Linked DNA regions of Manis pentadactyla: region 2 is linked to region 1. Evidence: chromatin contacts called from public Hi-C data. All regions are on one chromosome and are shown on one strand. Each heading gives the region's core, a stretch centred on a gene start, on an enhancer-like site or on the middle of the called end of the contact. The rest is flanking DNA. Distances are from core to core; before and after follow the strand shown. Region 1 holds the start of C1QL4 (complement C1q like 4). Region 2 holds the start of MCRS1 (microspherule protein 1).

Region 1 (3,406 bases), core at 307-2,806:
TCTTGACTGTCTAGTCAGGGGAAATGACTGGTCTGACCGGGTCTGGAAGCCGGGGTACCCAGGTACAGCCGCTCGTGGTCTGGGTACTGGCTGGTGGTCGGTGGGGACAGACTGGCAGACACGCTTTGGCAACTGCCTTGGTATTCTGGGGAGTTATCTAGCCGCCCTGGAGAGACTTTCCAAGTCTGCCGTGGAAGAGGTGGTTGAACTGTGTGTAGTGGCGGAATCTAGGTCAAAAAGTAGTTTTCCCGAGCGGTTTAAATGGAGAGAATTCAGGACCTCTTTCAGGTTTGATGTGTGGAAGTTTCTGTGGCTGGGAGAGTTGGGAAGGCTGGAGACGGCCTAAAGCCTTGGCCAAGTGTCTGAGGGCAGCCACAGTCGGAGTTGGGGGTGATGTGGGGAGGGACTGGGTACTTTCAAAATGTGTAGGAACTTTAGAAAGACCCTGTACGCACTCCTGTTCACTCCTGCAGATCAATGGTCTGAAATTTAAGCTTCTGCTTTTTGTCTGTGTGCTGAGTTCTCAGTTACTCAACTGAAAGCATTTGAAACACACTCCCCTAATTCGGAGTCATTGTAAGAAAACAAAACAAAAAAACAGAAATGAGTGCTAGACTGAAGGGTATGGGAGAACTAGCATTTCAGGGACACTCAGGAAGATCTGCCCTTGATGGTTATTGGAAAAGAAATGGTTATTGTGTTGACCTGGATATAGTCTTAACAATTGCCTTTTTCCATCTCTTAGGGTCTAAGGATAACTCTGGGGCCATGATTCTCACAGGGGACCCCAGATTTCTACACTGAGAAATGTCAGGTGCCACTGGACTTGTTCTGAGACCCTTTCCCTAGAGGATGGCCAAGGGGCTCCTGGTGACCTATGCCCTCTGGGCTGTAGGGGGCCCTGCTGGGCTCCACCACCTGTACCTGGGGCGGGACAGTCATGCACTGCTCTGGATGCTTACCCTGGGTGGTGGTGGGCTGGGCTGGCTCTGGGAATTCTGGAAGCTCCCAAGCTTTGTAGCTCAGGCCAACAGAGCCCAGGGGCAGAGGCAGAGCTCAGGAGAGGGGACACCTCCTGTGAGTCCCATTCGCTTTGCTGCCCAGATGATAGTGGGCATCTACTTTGGCCTCATGGCTCTCATTAGCCTTTCTTTCATGGCCAACTTCTATATAGTGGGCCTCCCACTGGCGGTTGGATTAGGGGTGTTGTTGGTGGCTGCTGTTGGCAACCAGACCTCAGACTTTAAGAACACTCTAGGGGCAGCATTTCTTACTTCTCCTCTCTTCTATGGCTGTCCCATAGCCATCCTGCCCATCAGCTTGGCTGCCAGCATGACAGCCCAGATGCATCGCCGATACAAAGCTTCAGGTGGGCCAGAGAAGCTCAGTGTGAGGCTCTACCGCCTGGGCTTGGCTTACCTTGCTTTCACCGGCCCGCTAGCCTACAGCGCCCTCTGCAATACAGCTGCCACCCTCAGCTTTGTGGCTGAGACCCTTGGCTCCATCTTGAGCTGGTTCAGCTTCTTTCCCCTACTTGGCTGCCTCATGGAGTCTGTCCTCCTTCTGCCTTACCGGGTCGGGAGGCTACTGGTGGGGGATCCTGGCTTCAGCTGCAGCTACTTCCAGGAGTGGGAGAAGCTGTATGAATTTGTCCGGACTTTTCAGGATGAGAAACATCAGCTGGCTAACCAGGTGAGGCCTTTGCCCCTCCCATTCCTGTCTGGGATGGCTTGGGTTGTTAGGCTAAGCCTTACTGGAGTTGGTGCCCATTATGTAGTAGTATTGTTTTCATGTCTGCTGGGTCAGGCCCCAGGAGGGTGTCCTCTCTTCTTTGGGCTTCTGTGTGCAATGGATGAAGATGCAGAAGCTCTGATAGTGAGTGGGAAAAAGATACCTGTGTATTGTTTACTTTTTAATGAGGTATAACATATATAAAGTGTACTAGTTTTATGTACATACCTAGGTATCCAGCACTCAGACCAAGCTATGGAATATTTCCAGCACTAAAAATGTTCCTCTTGCTCCTTCCTAATCTAAACTTTCCTTGGAGGCGGTCTATATTCTGACTTCTATTACTATAGAGTAGTCTTGCCCATTCTTGAACTTCACATAAATGTTATCATTCAGTGTGTACTCTTTTGTATCTGACTTCTTTCTTTCAACATTATATTTTTGTGAGATTTATTCATACTGTTGCATGCAATTGTAAATTCTTTTCTTTTTACTGTTGTATAGTATCACATTGTATGAATATACCACAGTTTATCTATCCATTCTATTGTTCATAAACACTTGTTGTTTCTAGTTTGGGGCTATTCCAAATACAGCTTCCATGAATACTCTTGTACATGTCTTTGGTGGACATGTATGCTTATTTCTGTTGTAAGGTGGTGATCTTGTCAGGGATACAAAGCTCCAGGTTGGAAAATGGGCAGCTGTGATTAAAGGCAAATCCTGATTCTTGCTATGAGATCCAGAGGTTGCCCATGTTTCAAAAGGCTATAGTTCTAATCTGGCTCTGGGCCTTTCCCATGGGCAAATAGAAGCCAGTTCCAGAGATACCACAGTCTGATTAGCAAGGGAACAGGGAGAGTCCAGAGTGCCCTGACAGTTTACCAATTTATGAGATTCTAATTTGTCAGCTTCTGTTTCCCTAAGATTTTGGGCCTCCCAGAGGGGGCAACAAAAGAGGAAATCCATCGGCGATACAGGGAGCTAGTGAAGATCTGGCACCCTGACCACAACCGGCACCGGACAGAGGAGGCTCAGAGGCACTTCCTGGAGATCAAAGCTGCATATGAAGTCCTGAGTCAGCCCAGAAAGCCCAGGGGATTCTGGAAGTGAGAAGAAACTTCCCTTTGAGAATGGACTCTTCCTGGTAGAGTTGGGTAGCTTGTCCCAGCCCAGCATTGCCCATCTGGGGCATCCCAACAGTGTTAAAGAAACTGCTGGCAGTGGAGATGAGAAAACCTTTCATGAGGCAAGAAAGTCATTGTGTTGGAACAATGTATTTATGCTTTGAATTTCTGACTTCTTTGCTATTGTATTCCTGAAAATTTTTTTCTTAAAACCAGACAGTAAAATGAAAGGCATATTATAAAACCAATAACATATATATTAGAGAATATACCACCTTATCCCACCCTGGTACATTGATGTATAGTGGAGAAAGTTAATTTAAAAGAATTTTTTTTTAATGTGCAAGGAACTGAGTTAGGAGGTTAAAGGAAAAATATGAAGGTTCTAATATTTCATAAGCTGTCCTGTGACAAGAGGGATTTGATTTAGTCTGTGGATTACCAAAGGGTAAGATTGGGGTTCAGTTTCAAAATTTCAGAAAAAGTATCTTAATTCCATTTATAGGAAAGCTTTCCAGGAGGTGCACTTTTCCTAAGAAGGAATAAGC
Region 2 (3,406 bases), core at 660-3,159, 230 kb after region 1:
TCCCTCTGCCATCAAAATGCAGCCATGCCAAAGAGCGGCAGCTCAACAGCAAGTCAGTCAATTGTGGCCTCTGCCGAGAGGTACTTGGGTGGTGCTGGCCCAGGGGGAGGTGGCAATGCCCAGCCAGGATGGAAAGACACACGTGCCAGGCACAGGGTGGAATCAGCTGATGCTTGGCGCCCGAGCATTTGGGGAGCTGGCCCGGCCTCATACTACCTTTGTCCATTCTCTTACAGTCCCAAAGCCACTGGTTCCAAACCACAGGGCTAGGAGGAAGGTTCCCACAGGCTCATCCAAGGAATCTGACCAAGTGAGTTTAGAGGCCGAGAGAAGATTCTGCAAAGGAGAAATGAGGTTCCCTGCGTCAGGTTTCCAACTGGCCAATCTCCTTACACTGGAACAGGTTCCCCAGGATCCCATAAGCTAGGCAAGACACAAGAAGGAAAGACACAAAGCTCTATTCTGCCAATATGGCCCTGATAAAATCAGTAGCCTTTTGAAGGTCACTGACATCTTTGAGAATATAATAAAAGCTATGGACTCCAGAAAAATGTACAAACACATACCATTTTAGGGAGTTCAAGGGACACCATAATTACTCATAACCTCTAGGTTAAAGGCCTTGACTATAAGCTAACCAGTAACAAGTGATTCTTGGCTCACTTTTCCTTTTCATCAGCTGCCCTCAATCAGTAGCAACACCCTTCCCCTCTCAGGCCAATGCAGGGAAAAGGAAAGGGAGCTAGAACTCCAACCAGTCCTTTTTTTTTTTTTTTCCCATTTGCAGCTTTAGTTGAAGATTTAATGGGGGAATACACTGTGGAAGCTAAAAAATGCGGCTCAGAAACTGAGCGAATTATCAACCGCCCTGGGGGACCTGCTCCTAACCCCGGGAGAACACAGGTAACAGGGACTCGGGAGTGCTCTGCTTGAGGGTTCTGCCCCCTCAGAATAGGGCGGCTCTCTGCGCTTTCCGCGCCGCGGGACAGGATAGGGCTGGAAAGAGGATGAAGGGCCCGATTCCGCGGGCCGACTGAGGTAGGGCCTGCGACCCCTTCGCTCCGCGCCCCTCGTCCTCCCCCGAGGGCACACCCAAGGTGAGGGTTTAGTCCAGGTATGTTTCAGGGGCTCGTAATAGGAGGGGTGACGAAGTCAGCCCTGAAACTCAAAAGCAAAGCACCGAGTGAACCCCCGATGCTCCCGCAACCTTGGTTTATCCCCACGTGCTGGTGGCGGGCGACAGGGAGTCAACTTCCAATTCTCACCCGCTCTTGGGCATGCCACCTTTGCGCATGCGTAACATCTCGGACCATCTTCTAGCCCGGTCCTGCCCACGCATGCGCAGATTTTCGGGGCGCTACGGGGCGGGGCCCCAAATCTTGTGGGGGGTCGTTCCGGGCACCACTCTGAGAAACTCCATTTCACCCCCAACTCTGCTCAGAACCCTCAGAGGCGAACCGCAAGGTCTCACCATTCCTGGGCTTCCAGCTCCAACAATTTCTCCGCGGCGACGGCAGCAGCCGCAGGGCCAAAGCCGGCTTCCGTGAGGTACGTCTACTTCCGGGTCTACGAACTAGGGGCTGCGCAATCTCTTCCGGTTCTCTCCGGCAACGTGTGGAGGGGGCGTGGCCATGGCTGTGCCTGTGTTACCGTTTAGATAATAGCCCGAATTAAAGGCTCTCCCATTGGGAACAACGTATAGGAAAACACCAACGCTTATAGGAAACCAGGGAGTTGCCCAGGTTGAATGGCGTGATTAAAGGGAAAGGAGAAGACTTGGGGTGGGATTAACTGAAGGGCGAGACAGAGCGGGGCGAGGCGAGGTGACTCGGAGGGGCGGGCTCGAGGGTGGGGCCCTACCGCTGACTCTATTTTGACTTCCAAATTACCGGAGACACAGGAGGCTTTCATAGTTTCCCAAGACCAGTATTGCATTTGTCGATGGAAAATTCACTTAAGTCACCTTGAAATAAAGATGGAATTTTAATTTGAGCCTGGCTGAGAATTTATAATCCTGAAGCATTAACTCCTATGAATAGAAGAAATGTTTCAAGAGGTCCAAGTCATACAAAGGTTTTTCTGTCCTTGGGGAGATAGACAAGAAAGAATTTCAAAAGGGGGGTACAACCATTTACATAAAATCTGCAATGCTTAAAAGGATTGGAGTTAATACACATCTTGGCACCAAAGGGGCATTAAGGGAAAAGGCAAACCAGGAGGATATCCAAACAGCAAAGGAGAACAGATGTGTTGATACATACTTTGTTTAGCTTTTAACGTGGTTTTAATTAATGGCATTATAGAGTTAGAAAGTTTTAAGTTTTCAAGGGTAGCCATTTGAGACACCCAGAGTTAATGAAACTTTCAATACTTAGGCCTTGGAAATCTTTTTGCTGGTCCCAATATGGTGGTCAGCTTTTCTTTATTTTACATACTGTTTTATTCCACGGGGGATTTAGAGAACCACTGTTGCGTCAGGCCCTGTACTATGCACAATTTGGGGCAATGACTTTGAGCTGGTTCCAGCTGGAGTTGTGGTGTACAGAAGGGGCAGGGAGGTTGATGTCTAATGAATGGATGGTGGGTCATGTGCCACTTTCCTAGAAGTTAGAGGCCCTTGGAGAAGAAGGCGTGCCCAGTTGGTCCAGTCAGCCCAGCCCTAGCTGGACTGCTGGAGGCAGCTGGGGGACCAATGGAAGCACCTTCAGAGAAGAGTACCCTGGAGGGAGTCTTGGGATAGGAGAACAAGCCAACAGGAAAAGTTGGTAGTTTGGGGGTGTGAGAGCTGCCCTGGGAAACCAGAAAGACTGTCCTCTAAAAGACAGTTTCTAATTGTTTTCTTTTCCCTTGGAGGGGAACAAAAGTGTAGTAGATCCAGAGAAACATACTGCAGCTCGGAGTAAGAAAGATCCAATTCCAAGATGTCCAGCAGTTAGGTCCCTTTGATGGAGGTGTCAAGCACACCACCAGGACATTGCCAGGAGATTCAAGTGTTAGATGGTAGGCTAACCCTTCTGGCCCTGACAGTGTACGATGGCTCTCTGCTTCAGGAGTCCCCACCTCGTTTACTGTCCTCTGATCTTGCTTAATGAGTACTAAGTTATTTTATCTCTCCTGAAAGATTGTGAGCTTTCTGATAAAAGGTGTGATGAACTATACTAGATAAAGGATAGTATCTATACTAGATGAGAGTTATCAGGGAAGTCTCTAAGGAGATAACAATTAAGGCGAGATTTAGCAGTTCATTAGATACCAGTCATGTGAAGAGCTGGAGTGAGATGACCTAGTCAGAGAGGACAGCATAGCTCCAGTGCAGAAAAGAGTGGTGAGTTTGAGGAACAGGAGGGAGCCCAATGTGGCTTCAGCAAGATGATCAAGAAAAAGACAGAAGGAGATGAGAAGAGGG

Evidence for each region. A called contact is a pair of places that touch in the nucleus more often than the background predicts.
Region 2: a Hi-C map of fibroblasts shows a contact between it and region 1, with 2.1 times the contacts expected there. The contact joins the promoter of MCRS1 here to the promoter of C1QL4 in region 1. A contact is called at or near these places in 2 of 3 Hi-C or Micro-C datasets (fibroblasts and skin fibroblasts).

Annotation. Positions count from the first base shown.
Region 1 is chr10:32,096,133-32,099,538 of mManPen7.hap1, forward strand. It overlaps C1QL4 (complement C1q like 4), which reads right to left and starts at 1,557. Exons shown (of 2, transcript XR_008991957.1): 1 at 1,420-1,557. DNAJC22 (DnaJ heat shock protein family (Hsp40) member C22) reads left to right here. Exons shown (of 3, transcript XM_036891322.2): 1 at 1-62; 2 at 746-1,692; 3 at 2,659-3,406. The coding sequence starts at 853. The coding sequence ends at 2,844.
Region 2 is chr10:32,321,056-32,324,461 of mManPen7.hap1, forward strand. MCRS1 (microspherule protein 1) reads right to left here and starts at 1,910. Exons shown (of 15, transcript XM_036891218.2): 1 at 1,472-1,910; 2 at 1-336.